Linked DNA regions of Hordeum vulgare: region 2 is linked to region 1. The links are chromatin contacts, called in public Hi-C maps. All regions are on one chromosome and are shown on one strand. Each heading gives the region's core, a stretch centred on a gene start, on an enhancer-like site or on the middle of the called end of the contact. The rest is flanking DNA. Distances are from core to core; before and after follow the strand shown. Region 1 holds the start of LOC123444995 (exocyst complex component EXO70B1-like). Region 2 holds the start of LOC123444996 (protein RETICULATA-RELATED 6, chloroplastic-like).

The links. A called contact is a pair of places that touch in the nucleus more often than the background predicts.
Region 2: a Hi-C map of seedling shows a contact between it and region 1, with 4 times the contacts expected there. The contact joins the promoter of LOC123444996 here to the promoter of LOC123444995 in region 1. A contact is called at or near these places in 4 of 6 Hi-C or Micro-C datasets (leaf and seedling) and 1 of 1 datasets of contacts at active chromatin or transcription factors (embryo).

Annotation. Positions count from the first base shown.
Region 1 is chr3H:555,471,713-555,478,699 of MorexV3_pseudomolecules_assembly, reverse strand. It overlaps LOC123444995 (exocyst complex component EXO70B1-like), which reads left to right and starts at 3,540. Exons shown (of 1, transcript XM_045121906.1): 1 at 3,540-6,435. The coding sequence starts at 4,176. The coding sequence ends at 6,119.
Region 2 is chr3H:555,718,618-555,724,858 of MorexV3_pseudomolecules_assembly, reverse strand. It overlaps LOC123444996 (protein RETICULATA-RELATED 6, chloroplastic-like), which reads right to left and starts at 2,875. Exons shown (of 7, transcript XM_045121907.1): 1 at 1,711-2,875; 2 at 945-1,074; 3 at 77-607. The coding sequence starts at 2,258. It overlaps LOC123444997 (sorting nexin 2A-like), which reads right to left. Exons shown (of 5, transcript XM_045121908.1): 3 at 6,178-6,241; 4 at 4,846-4,932; 5 at 2,966-3,445. The coding sequence ends at 3,365.

The DNA.
Region 1 (6,987 bases), core at 2,291-4,790:
AATGCATAGGGAGTTAGCGCTACCCGAGGAGTAATTCTACATAATACACGGGGGCCAGTGCTGATGGTGTTGGTCCCAAAAGGGCAGATTGCGGGGCCACCACGGGGCAACTCGAGGTTTGGTACCTGTAGGCTTTCCCATCCGATCGTGTCCTGAGAACGAGATATGCGGCTCCTATCGGGTTCGTCGACACGTCGGGCAGCCTTGCTGGATTAGTTTTACCTTTGACGAATGTCTTGTGCATCGGGATTCCGGTGATGCTTTGGGTAATCTCAGAGTTGAGGTTTTCCACTAAGGAGTCCGACGAGATCGCGAGTTTCGTGATCGAGGATTTCTATGCGGCTTGTGGTAATTTGTGATGGATTAGTTGGAGCACCCCTGCAGGGTTAAATCTTTCGGAAAGCCGTGCCCGCGGTTATGTGGCAACGTGGAAACTTTGTTTAACACTGGTTCTAGACAACTTGAAGTTAACTTAATTAAAACTTGCCAACTGAGTGCGTAACCGTGACTGTCTCTTTCGCGAGTTCCTTCTCCGATCGAGGACACGGTGGGGTTATGTTTGACGTAAGTAGGTGTTCAGGATCATTCATTTGATCATCAGTAGTTCACGTCCGCTATGCGTAGATCATCCCCCTCTTTATTCTTGTACTCGTAAGTTAGCCACCTCATATACTGCTTAGTCGTTGGCTGCAGCCTCACCACTGAACCATACCTCACCTATTAAGCTTTGCTAGTCTTGATACCTTTGGAAATGAGATAGCTGAGTCCCCTGTGGCTCACAAATTACTACAACACCAGTTGCAGGTACAGGTAAAGGTTACTTGACGCGAGCACGTTGATTGTTAACTTGGAGTTGCTTCTTCTTCTTCTTCATCGATCTAGGATGGGTTCCGGGACGGCAGCCTGGGATAGCAAGGATGGACGTCGTTTTCTTTTCTCGTTTGTTTTCGTCCGTAGTCGGACCCTGATCTTCTTCGTGTTATTTATGTATTGTACTGATGTGACTCTGATGTAGCTTGTGTTGAGTGTAAGCCAATTCCATATATCTCATCTTTTCAGTACATGTACTTGTAACGATATCCATTCTTGCAAAACGACGAGATGCGCTTCTATCCCTGACGAGGCCCTCGTGCCAAATTGAGGATAGGATCGCATCTTGGGCATTACACCCCGCCTCCGTCAGCTCTGGTCGGGCTTTGCCCGGCCGACCGCCGCCCCCCGGGGCGGCGGCGGGGAAGACGGGAGAGGGAGGGGAAGGGCTGGGCGGCGGATCTGGGATCCCCCCGGTCGTCGCGCGAGGGCGACACGGGAGGGAAAAGGGGAGATCCCCTTTTTTCTAATGCATGAAAGTGTTTTCTATCTTATTTTTTTAAAACTATCTAATATATCCGCAGCCGTGTTAATTGTTCGGCCTTGAAAGTTAAATCTGCAGTTTGTAAGATAAACTCCAACACGCTGACCCATTTCGTTCGCATGCATGTGTTTGGGTCGTAGCGAACAAAAGTGACGGCCCAACACATCGATCCAAACCCAAATCGCGTTCGCATGTACCCATTTCTGACCCAAAATTGCGCCTGAAATGCGTAGACGCGGACGTGACACGGGCGCGACGCGTGCCTTTTCTCCACGCCCGTCCACATGTAGCGTCTGGTCAAAGCCAACGACATCTTTATTAACGACGACCACCCGCCACGGGCCCACGCATCAGCGACCCACTGGCATCCTTTTCTAATCCGAGCGTGAGGGGGGGGGGCTCATCCTCTTCTAGAACCGCCCCATCCACATCTAGACACCCTTGCTCCCCCGCCGGTGGCAAACCCAAGCCACCACCACCATGGGGTTCTTCTCCGTGAAGGACAAGGGCAAGTCCCCCACCGTCCCTTTCCGCGCGCCTGCGTCTTCCTGTACACCTCGCCAGCAGGTCAGCGTGCCGGTGCGCCAGGCGAGGTGGCACTGGGAGCACCGTGTCTCCCTTCCCTACCCCGATATAACACTGCCGCACAACTGACACTTGGATCCGGAGAGGATCCTAGTGCCAGCAGTGTTGCGGTCGGCGCAGGTGCTTGTAGAGGAGGTGAGGTACCGGCGGGAGTAGCTGACGCCACAGCAGTAGCACAGTCCCGTTACGCTACGGACTCCCTCGAATGGTATGCCTGGTTCGTGTGGGAGCACGAGGTGCATCGCCGATGCGACGTCCGCAACGCGGTGGCTGGACCGTCGCCGCCCCTCTCCGTGCGCGGAGAGGACCAGGAGGTGGAAGCGGCGTACCAGAACGCACCGGCAGCCGTCCTGCGCGCGAGCGAGGAGGAGGCGTGTCTGAAGGAGGAGGAGGAGGAGGCCGCCTACGAGGAGCAGTCGGTGGAGGCCATTGCTTTTCTGCTGCCCGTGACGTAGTCGTGACTCAGTTGGCCCCGCCGTCCCCTTAGGCCGAAGATATACGCCTCGGACAGGGTGGTGCGCGAGTGGGTCAGCGCGCCACCCGTCTGGTTGGGTGCGACGCCGGAGCAGGAGGCGGTCTACCGACGATAGCGGCGGGTGAGGGAGGAGGGCGAAGAGGCCTGACGGATCGAGCTGCTGGAGCGTGAGGCTGAAGCCGGGGAGGAGAAGCTCCGTGCCGCCGAGCAAGCGGCGGTGCAACCACCGGCGGACGACGTCACCGCCACGTGGGAGATGACCTTCCCGTGGACTGGGTCGACGCCGACACTTGTCGACTTCACCAGCCCCGACGACGACGAGGAGGTGGACGCCTAGGCTCCTCGTTTTTTACTTTATTAAATTTTATGTTTTAAATGTAATGTGAACTATTTAATCAATAGTTTATGTTTATTCAAAATGTTCTTTTTCGCGTTGTCTAAAAAGGATCGTTGGCCACGTTGGACGCAAGCGCCGACCTAATTATAAAAGCGGACATGGATATTCATCAGACCATTTAAACGAACAAAATGCGAATAAAAGCGTCGTTGGTTTAGATCCACGCGTTGGAATTGCTCTAAGCTGCCAACAACGGGCCTTCATTCGATTTGGGCTAAGCCATTGTCAAAAGGAGAGTGCTCTGCCCCGGCGTACGATCCACCAACTCCCGCGCGTCCGCATCGTTAGATCTTCATGCAACATTTTTTTCTTCGATGCAGCAAATTTCAGCGCGATCCAGGAATTTTTTCAACGGTTGCAACGAAAAACAAAATTTATAGCAAAATAATATCTACGTGATCGTAGCAAAAAAACGAAGCTGATGGTGCGTGGTAGCAAAAATTAAACACCGGTTATAGTAAATATGTACGTGAACGTGGATGCAACTTTTTTAGTGAACGGTTGCAACAAAAAATGATGCCGGTTGTAGCAAAAATTAACACGGTTATAGCAATAGTAAAAAACACCGATTGTAACGAAAAATCCAACGAACTGAAGTTGCAACCAAACGTATATGCAACATTTTTACTGAATAAATATAGAAAAAAACATTTGTAGCAAATATTATGTTGGTTGTAACAATTTAAACAAAACAATGTTACATGCCTAATCAGCGAGGTGCGCGCGGATCTTGTGCGAAGGCAGGGGCACCGGCCCAGAAACGTTTCCGTTGTCAAAAGCACAACCTGGGGCTTTTCCTCCCCTACGCAACAGCCCGAGCACAGGCTAAGCAGCCAACCACCACTACTTTCCCGTTGATCACGCCACCTCTGCCGCACTTTGTAGCTAAAACCTTTCCGTGTCGACGCGACCAAATGCCCAAAACCCTAGCACTACGCTCCGTCGGCCGGGCCCCCACCTGTCAGCGACAAATTAAACCCCTCACCGTCTTCCCGAGCGGTGTCCCTGTCCGCATTTATTCATGCTTTGCGGCCCGGTCTCCCAGCCTTTCCCCTCTCCCGATGTCACCGAGTTTTTACTCGACCGTCCACCCGGTCGAAGAGCACCCCAAAACCCACAGCCCACAACGAATTTACCCTCCTCTCCCCACGGTAATTTTTTTTATCGACACGTCGCAATTTACAGCCGTGCTCTGCTAGCAGCTAGCAGGTGAGCGCCCAGTTCACGAGCTGTCGCTGTCCGGCACAGAACACCACCGCTCTCCCCCACCGCAGCCACTCCCTCCGCCGCGCCGCGTGACCGAACAAACCCTAGCTCGCACCTCGCCGGGAGTGCCTTCCGGCGTCGGGTTCCTCTCGCGGCTCATGGCGGAGGACGGCGAGGAGAAGCTGCTCGCCACGGTGCAGCACATCGCCAAGACGCTGGGCCGCACCGGCACCATGACGGAGGACATACTCAAGGTCTTCTCCAACTACGACGGCCGCCTCTCCCTCGACAAGCTCTACGCCGCGGCGGCCGCGGCCGGAGGAGGAGGAGGGGCAGGGGAGCACTCGATGTCGATGCCGGCCTCCTCGCCCCCGCCCGTGCTGCCCACTGCCGCGGCGGCGCACTCGATGCCGCCGCCGGTCACGTCGCTGGAGCGGACCGTGCGCACGCTCGACCGGCAGATCTCGCAGTTCGTGACCATGGAGAGGCTCGTCTGGGCCGACTCCGCCGACGCGGACGCCTTCCTGGAGGCGGTGGACGACCTCATCGGCACCGTGCAAGAGCTGGACGCGGCGGGGACCAACCGCGGGCTGCTCGACCGCGCCGACGAGCTGCTCAGCCGGTGCATGGCCCGGCTGGAGGACGAGTTCCGGGCGCTTATCGAGCGCCCCGACGACGCGGCCCCGGCGGCGCCCGGCGGCTTCGACTCCGAGCAGAGCGACGACGAGGACTTCGACGCGGACGACGGCTACGGCGACGAGCCAATCCCCATCGCCAAGCCGGTCACGGATTTCGACGTGGTCATCGACGCCCTGCCCCCGGGGTCCGTCTCCGACGTGCACCAGATCGCGCGGAGGATGGTCGATGCGGGCTTCGGCCGCGAGTGCGCCGAGGCCTACGCGGCCGCGCGCCGCGGGTTCATCGACGAGAGCGTCGCGCGCCTCGGCATCCGCTCGCGCACCTCGGACGAGGTCCACTCCCTGCCCTGGGAGGAGCTCGAGTTCGACATTGCGCGCTGGATTCCGGCCTTCAAGATGGTGTTCCGCATCCTCATCCCCAGCGAGCGCCGCCTCTCCGACCGTGTCTTCGAGGGCCTCGCCCCCTACGGCGACCTCGCCTTCGTCGCCGCGGTTCGCACCCAGGCGCTGCAGCTTATCTCATTCGGCGATGCCGTTGCCGCTGCCAGCCGTGCGCCAGAGCGCCTCTTTCGTGTCATCGACATGTACGAGGCGGTGCGTGATCTCCTCCCCGACCTCGACCCTGTTTTCGCCGACCCCTACTCTGCAGCGCTTCGCGCCGAGGTCTCTGCTGTATGCAACACTCTCGGCTCCTCCATCAAAGGTATATTCATGGAGCTGGAAAATCTGATCCGCCGTGACCCAGCCCGTGTTGCGGTGCCCGGCGGTGGCATACACCCCATCACTCGCTATGTCATGAATTATCTCCGTGCGGCATGTGGTTCAAGACAGACACTAGAAGAGGTGATGGAGGGTGACCTGGGTGCTCTTGGCGTGACCGCCATCGCCGTCGATCCTGACCGCCCCACCTCATCGCTTGCCGTGCACATTGCGTGGATCATGGATGTGCTTCACAAGAATCTGGAGAGCAAATCCAAGATATACAGGGACCCGCCACTGGCCTCCATCTTCTTGATGAATAATGGCAAGTACGTCATCCACAAGGTGAATGACAGCGAGCTTGGGGTTTTACTTGGGGATGACTGGATGAAGCAGATGTTAAGCAGAGTGCGCCGGTGGAGTATGGAGTACCAGCGTGGGGCTTGGGCGAAGGTGATGTCGGTGCTGCAGACCGGAGGCTCTGGGTTTTCAGGTCTCCCACCAAAGGCCATGCTTCAGAAACTGCAGATGTTCAATGGCTACCTGGAGGAGATTCGGGCGGCGCAGTCTGAGTGGGTGATCACAGATGATCAGCTGCGTGCCGATGTCAAGGCAGCAATAGCAGATTCAGTGCTGCCTGCATACAAGGGCTTGATTGCTAGGCTGAGATCATCTCCAGATGCTCCGCAGGATTTGTTCATCAAGCATACCCCGGAGGATGTTGAGGCATGCATCCAACATTTGTTTGAAGGAATTGGGAAATGATTGGTTATCTTGTAGTAGCATCTTATTGGTCCTGCCTGTGATTTTCGTATCATCACTAATGTACTGTTGTGGCGGAGATCTGAAGTTCTGAACATTGATAATGGTGCCATTTTGGATTTGATGGTGTTTTGCCATGAGGTTAGGCTTTATATTAGACGTGGAAATCATTGTCTTCTCCAGCTCTGTAAAATATTGTAGGCGTTTATCTGTCGGTTGTTAAGGGTAGTCTTATTCAACACATTATCTGTCTTCTTCGTTTGTGTTTCAGTGCTTAGTTGTTCAGGTGATGAAGGGGAAACGCTTATCTTTAAGTTCAGATCCGCCAAGCTTGTCTGTTGTCTGTTGTGATCGTGTGTGTGCGACCCAACTTTCTGATGGCTAGGCCTAGTAGTATGGTTCTTGTTATAGAAAGTATGATTCTTATTATAGAAAGGATGCAAGTTAAGTCTGCTCCCTCATTTCCTATGGGTTCGATATATCTTGGAACAGATTGCTCTCTATTTCTCTTGTATTTCATTTACTGTATCTATAATCTTCAATAATGTTGTTCCTTCCGTTTCTGAGAAAAAAACTTGTTACAAAGTTGTTAGATAAGGGTACAAACTCTAATTCAGTTTTGTTAACACAAGTGGAAGATGATTAGGAAATACTGGGTATCTATCAGGCACTATCTAATGTTCACTGAGGTTCCTTGTCCAACTTAGAATTTGAGGCTTCTCAGGGTAGAGTGATTTTGGGTGAGGCAGCATGGAGAGCCAATCATGTAGCAAGGCAAATACTTGGTCTGCTGGATGGATACCCTCACTTACAAGTGGTGTACTATTAAACGTTGCAAGTGCCACGCTAAACAAATGTGGAGAACTTAACA
Region 2 (6,241 bases), core at 1,626-4,125, 250 kb before region 1:
TTTACAGCATGTTACAGCTAGTAAAAGATATAATGCAAAGGAGTATCAAACATATGCTGAGAGAGCAAGTGGTAACCTGGGGCAAAGCTTCACGCCTCCTACCAGCTGCATTCATAACTCTAGCGATTTCAGCACGGTCAAAGCAATTTCGACTGCATGGCTTGGCAGCAGAATACCACAATAAATCCGCTACGGGAATTTCACCTTCTCGCCGTATACCTTGCCTCTCAGGATCAAGAAGGATCACGACTTGCTTTTTCTTTTGCATCTTTTTAGATATTCTGGCAGGAACACCAATTCCTCGCGCCCCATACATAACATGGCTTGCACCAGTTACAACAACGAGCATCCCTGAAGGATCTCCAGTACTAATTTCCTTCATTATTATTTGGGACATGGTATAATCATCAACTACTCTTGCCTGTGCAGATAGATATGAGCTAGGGCCAAAAGGAGAGACACGAGAGGATGAAGTCTTGTCTATCAATGATCGGCCTGTGATGGATGTAAAGCCAGAAATGAAGCCTGAGCCAGCTGGAGGAGCATACAACTTCCTCTGCTCTTTTGAAAGGCCTTTGATTCCTTCCGCTTGGACAGTTCTTACCACCTAGTCAAGAAATGTATTAAGTACTTTTCACCACAGAGAAAACTAAGCCATCTTATTTAGTATGCTGCCTATCAGAATACTTCTCAGACAAGGTCCAATGAGGATGTAGAATAGGTGCTTATGCATCGAGTAAAAAAGCAGTTGATGACGCAAGGCAAGAAAAAGCTTGCCAGCTGGAATAATGTAAAAATCAATACTGAATAACTACAACTATCAAGTCCACAGCCCTAGAAAGACAGAGGTACCAATGAACAAGATTATGATCATAAAAATATCCATAACTGAACACATGCAGATGCAGTTTTGCTGGATAATGTGTGTGGCAATGATGAATTACCTCAAGTGGAGTTCCACATGCAATAAGCTTGATTCCATTATCACGGCAGTAGTTTAAAAGAGGTTCGTACTCCTGCCAGCGCTCCGGTGCCCAGTGAGATGTGTAGGACCTTAAGTTGCTGCCATCAATTCTGAATAAAGATAGGCCTGTTAGAAGTTCGTCAAGGAAGTATTGCAAGGCTGACAAAAATCAGAATCACTCACATAGAAATACACTATCCTGCAGAAAGGTGAAGGGGAAAGCAAAACTAGGGCTCCAACGGCTTACTTTCAACGGAAGCCTCATGGAAGAGAAAGGTTTGATTTGTTTGATAAATTACAATCGCTCTCATAGAAATACACCATTTCCCCATAAAGGTGAACAAGGATTACAAATTTCAATGTATTTTCTTAAATTCGGTGGGTCCTGAAATGTTTGTTATCGCAAAATTTTGGACGAGATTCAAATTAATTCAAATCAAATTTAAACTGGGTCTAATCGGTGAATTTTGATTGAAATAATTCCACATTCTTGGGGAACTCCAAATATTTCCACGAGGTCCTGAAAATTTGCTGTTATCGATATTCTAAATCCTGAGTCGAAACTATTCTGAACTTCCAGTAATATACATCTATCAGAATGAAACCACAAATGTATTTTGAAGGAAAAGCTTGGAGCACATAGAAAATTCTACCCTCTACGTGGCTGGGTTAGAAATATGAAGTATCGCAACCAGGAACAGGTAGAATCCATTCAGTTGAACAAAACAAAAAGGGCAGTAACAAACCTCCCGTGGATGAAGTGGTTTAGCTGCTCCTGGAGGTCGCAGGGGAAAGCCTCGAGCGAGAGCGAGAGGCTCCTCCCAGCGTCCGCGCAGCGAGCGGCCAGCTTCCTGACGATCTCGAGCTCGAGCACCCGGTCGTCGCGGTCGGGCACGAGCTCGGCCTCCCCGAGGTAGACGACCCGCGCGGCCATGAGCTTCTCCCACACCCTCCCGCGCGCGTCCTTCCCCACGGCCTGCGGCTCGCCGATGACCGTGGCGTCGTACATCCTCGACAGCGCCGCCTCCCCGTTGGGCTCCTCCGCTGGGGGCGGGGGCGGGGGCGGGGCCGGCTTCTCGTCGTCCGCGGCGGAGGCCGCGAGGGGGAGGTACTGGAGGGCCGTGGACGCCGCGGCCAGGGACGGGACGAGCAGGAGGAAGTCGCGGCGTGAGGCGGCGGCGCAGAGGGCCCCGCGGGAGGAAGATGACGACGAGGGGGAGAGGGGCGGTTTGGCGGGGACGAGGGGTTTGAATTTGGCGGCGCCCAGGCACCGGGAGGGCGCGCGGGGCAGCATTCTCCCCTGGCAGGGACGTCGCCGGAGGCGCGCCGGCGGCCGGGGAGAGGAAGCGGAGCGAGGCAGCAAGAGATGGAGTAGCCTGTGGCCGTTGGCTAACTATCCCTTGCTATGCTGCTTGGTGGTACGACTACGTACTACGTACTACAGTATTACAGCGCGGCAGTACAACTGTTTGTACAGGAAGCAGTACGCCTCCTCTCCTCTGTAATGATAGTAATAATAGTAATTGTAAAAATCACGAGATTTTGGAGACGTTTCTCGCCGATCGATCGTACACACGCGATCTGAAGTGTTTGAAGCTGGTCGACATTGCGTGCAAGTAGCGGACAAAGAGGCACCACGCCGCCGCGGAGCGTACCATAATTGTTTGGCAGAGATGGTGGAGACAGAGACAGAGACAGCGGCTGATTTTCGGGCGGAATTCGCCGGGGTGGGAAATTTCCAAGGCCTCCTTCTTCCGGTTTTGTGGCGGGAACTTGAGCGTGTATACGCGGCGTCTCAGGGAGCTCGCGAAGGGTCACCCGCCCTACGCTTGGCGGCTGATTGCGTGATAGGAATGGCTACTGGCTGCCGACCACTGGCTCGCGCCTCCGCGAGCATATCCAACCAGTCAGCCTCGTCGGAGACGAGTGGCTCACCTTCCGCACAAACCTGGGGATGCGCAGCATAGTACTCGTATCAGATAGCAAATGCAAGCCTGCAACTCTTCTGAACGACTGGAAATAATCTCTCTCGTGTAGTACATGGTTCTTTCAGGAAGCAGGGAACTCCTCAATTCCAGTCAGCTAGTGCCGCATAATTGTACAGAGAAAACTCAGCATTACAGCTAGGCCCAGGGTGGGGAAAAACTGGGGAAAATTGATTCGCAGGTTTTGCGATCGAGGATTTGTTCTTTCTTTCCTCAGAAATTCTCAGGTGCACACCCGGAGATAGCTACATCCAAGAAAATCCTTGACCCGGCGGTGCCCCTTGGGGAGCGGAAACTGTATCTGCACATATCGCCTAAATCACCGGGCGAGTGATAACACGAATCTCAATGTGGTAACCAATGTTGATGCTGCAGACGAGTAGCTCACAATTCACACCTATATTTACATCCTACTTCAGCTGCGCCTTTCTGCATATCCTTTTGTGTCTTCTGCTAACTTTGCCCATATGCTAGCAATATTGTCTGACTGAGCAACCTGCACATTGACAAAATACAAGGATGTCGATGTAGTTAGCTTTTACAATGACTAAATTTATTTGTACTGTGAAATGGACTGTTTATTTTCTTTCCAAAAAGAAGAAAAAGAAATGCACTGTTTATTTTCAAAGAGTTGTAGAGAACTCCTAAGTGTCGAAAACAAGACGGTGACCCACCAGTAAACTGTATGCACCTGCTGGTATTATATATTTTTGACTTTCAAACAACGCCATCTAGGTTGCCTCAGGTGAACTTTAGAAAATTATTCATTGGCGGTGTTGAAAGCTAAAATACTTCCATACGCGATGAACTTTTCTTGGCCAAAAAGGCAACAGGCATTAACCGACAATGCGCTACAGTGGTCCAAAATACATTTCAGATGTTACCTACAGTATCCAATCAAACACTACTTCCCAATCCATACATACAGAACAAACTATGTCTTACAAAACGATGTCATACAGTGTAGATTTTTCACATCACTACCAGATTACCATGAAGCATACAGTGTTTGACATATGGACATTGGTTTGCTCCTCTTAATCAGAGTTTATCCTTTACTTTGCTCTAGAGAAATAAACACAACAAATAACAATTATACCATATCATTTATAGTCAATACCATGTACTCCCTCCGTTCCTAAATATAAGTCTTTGTAGAGATTTCACTAATGGACTACATACGGATGTATATAGACATACTTTAGAGTGTACATTCAATCATTTTCCTCCGTATGTAGACACCTATTGAAATCGCTTAAAAGACTTATATTTAGGAACGGAGGGAGTAACAAACTAATAGCACTACAGGACCACCCTAACGGTCGCTAGGTCGACATGGTTTCTACTTTCTGCAAGCCTTCAAAGTGTTTCTTTATGTGGTGCTCAAGCTCTAGGTAACCATCCAGCAGAAACATGAAAAAGGAACATGCATCACATGCCCTTAGGTCAATATAACGACCCAGATAAGAAAGGTGAGACTGCAAACACCAACTGGACCGAGAACTCACTTCTGCTGCATGCATATAAAATACAAAGCTGTGCAGCGCAAAATTCATACAACCATGGTCGCCACATACCAATTTCCAAGTGCTCATTTTGCACTTTTCAAGAAAAGCGAGCAACTGGGCAGTAGCCGCAGTAGGCATCATTACTAACTTCTGGTTTTAAACTGGGCAATACTATGTAATGGTAAGGGGTAACATTTTGGATTGAATGTCAGGTACTGAATTTAAAAATAATGAGCTATGAAGATATATCTAAAGCAAATAGTAGTTAATATGGTAGACAGATACTCGAACTGATGTATTTACCTTTTGATTTTGCATTCAAAAGTCCAAAGGATCGTGAAACCGGCAACCAAAAGAATAATTCAGAATTGAAGTTTGAAATTTATACCTGACTTGTTACAAAGCCTTTCATCATCTCCACCAAATCCTGGCGTATCTCTTTATTAAATCTTTTAATTTCATTCATGTTGTTTTCCTGCATTAGAGAAGCTTATTTCAGAGAAAACCCAAATAGTCCATGCCAAACAACAAAACGGGAATTTAAAATCAACAGCATAGCCATGTCCTAGTATTACCAAAATTCTAACATGTGGTTTAATAACATACAGAAGGATGCGACACTTTCCGTGCCAAAAAGGAAAGAAAAATATGGATGGGCACTTTACTTGACTTGAAAGAGAGTGTGTTATTACACAGGCGTGCCTCGTAATCTTTCTTAGTCACCTCAAATAGATACAGTACTGCCTGGGTTGAACAACCGCCTTAAAGACTCCAATATTGTCAACACAAAACGAATCACACAGGACAAATACAGCCTACATATTCAAGTTTATGTACTGGCCTACTGGGAGAAACCTGTCCCAGTAGGTCAATCCATAACCTAGTACTCCCTCCACCAGGAAATACTTGTCGGAGAAATGAATGTATCTAGACATATTTTAGTTCTAGATACATCCATTTTATCCATTTCTCGGACAAGTATTTCTGGACGGAGGGAGTATATCTAAGTCATACCCGGCACTGTCATCATTTAAATAATAGAAATCTATCTTGAAAACCAATTGTCAATCTGTATATACTATAAAGAAACTTCAATTACTTTACTGACAGTTAATGTAATCTGAATACTTCGCACAACTCATATGACCATACTGAACTAACAATCTTTACTCCTGAATTTTAAGCAAAACAAATATCCTCCTGCTGCAGCAATTGAAGCTACGAATTCGTTCCAACTTCTGAGAGTTTAACTCGGACTTTTTTTTGTGTGTGTACATAAACACTGTGTTCGCTGATAGTACACCTCAGACATCACTATGATAAATTAATAACATTAGTTCAGACTGACTGACAAAGTCAAACGATGCATATATACGGGAGTTCATTACAGTGTTCATGACATTTAACTAGTGTCAGGTAATGTCTTGAAGCTCACTGCCAGAACCAAGATCCAATGTGGTTTATTTTGATTTGGCTGATTGTTTTCGATAAGATGTAAACTGCAGTATGAAGCTATTGCTCCTCCACAAATACAGAATTGTGTTTGTGTAACCATTGCAAGAATATTAACCATAAACTAGGAAATGTTGTCATCTGACCTTATAGCATAACAACCTTGAATTGTGCAATTTAAAAACAAATAGTAACTCACATCTCAGAAGGCCACTATCAAGTAGAACACGCGCATTGTATACTTAATTCAAAAGTTTAGGTGATTTACCTTGATAAGCTCATACTCTTTGCGTGCATGACTTTTTGCGTCTTCTGTTGTTCTTATTGTTTCT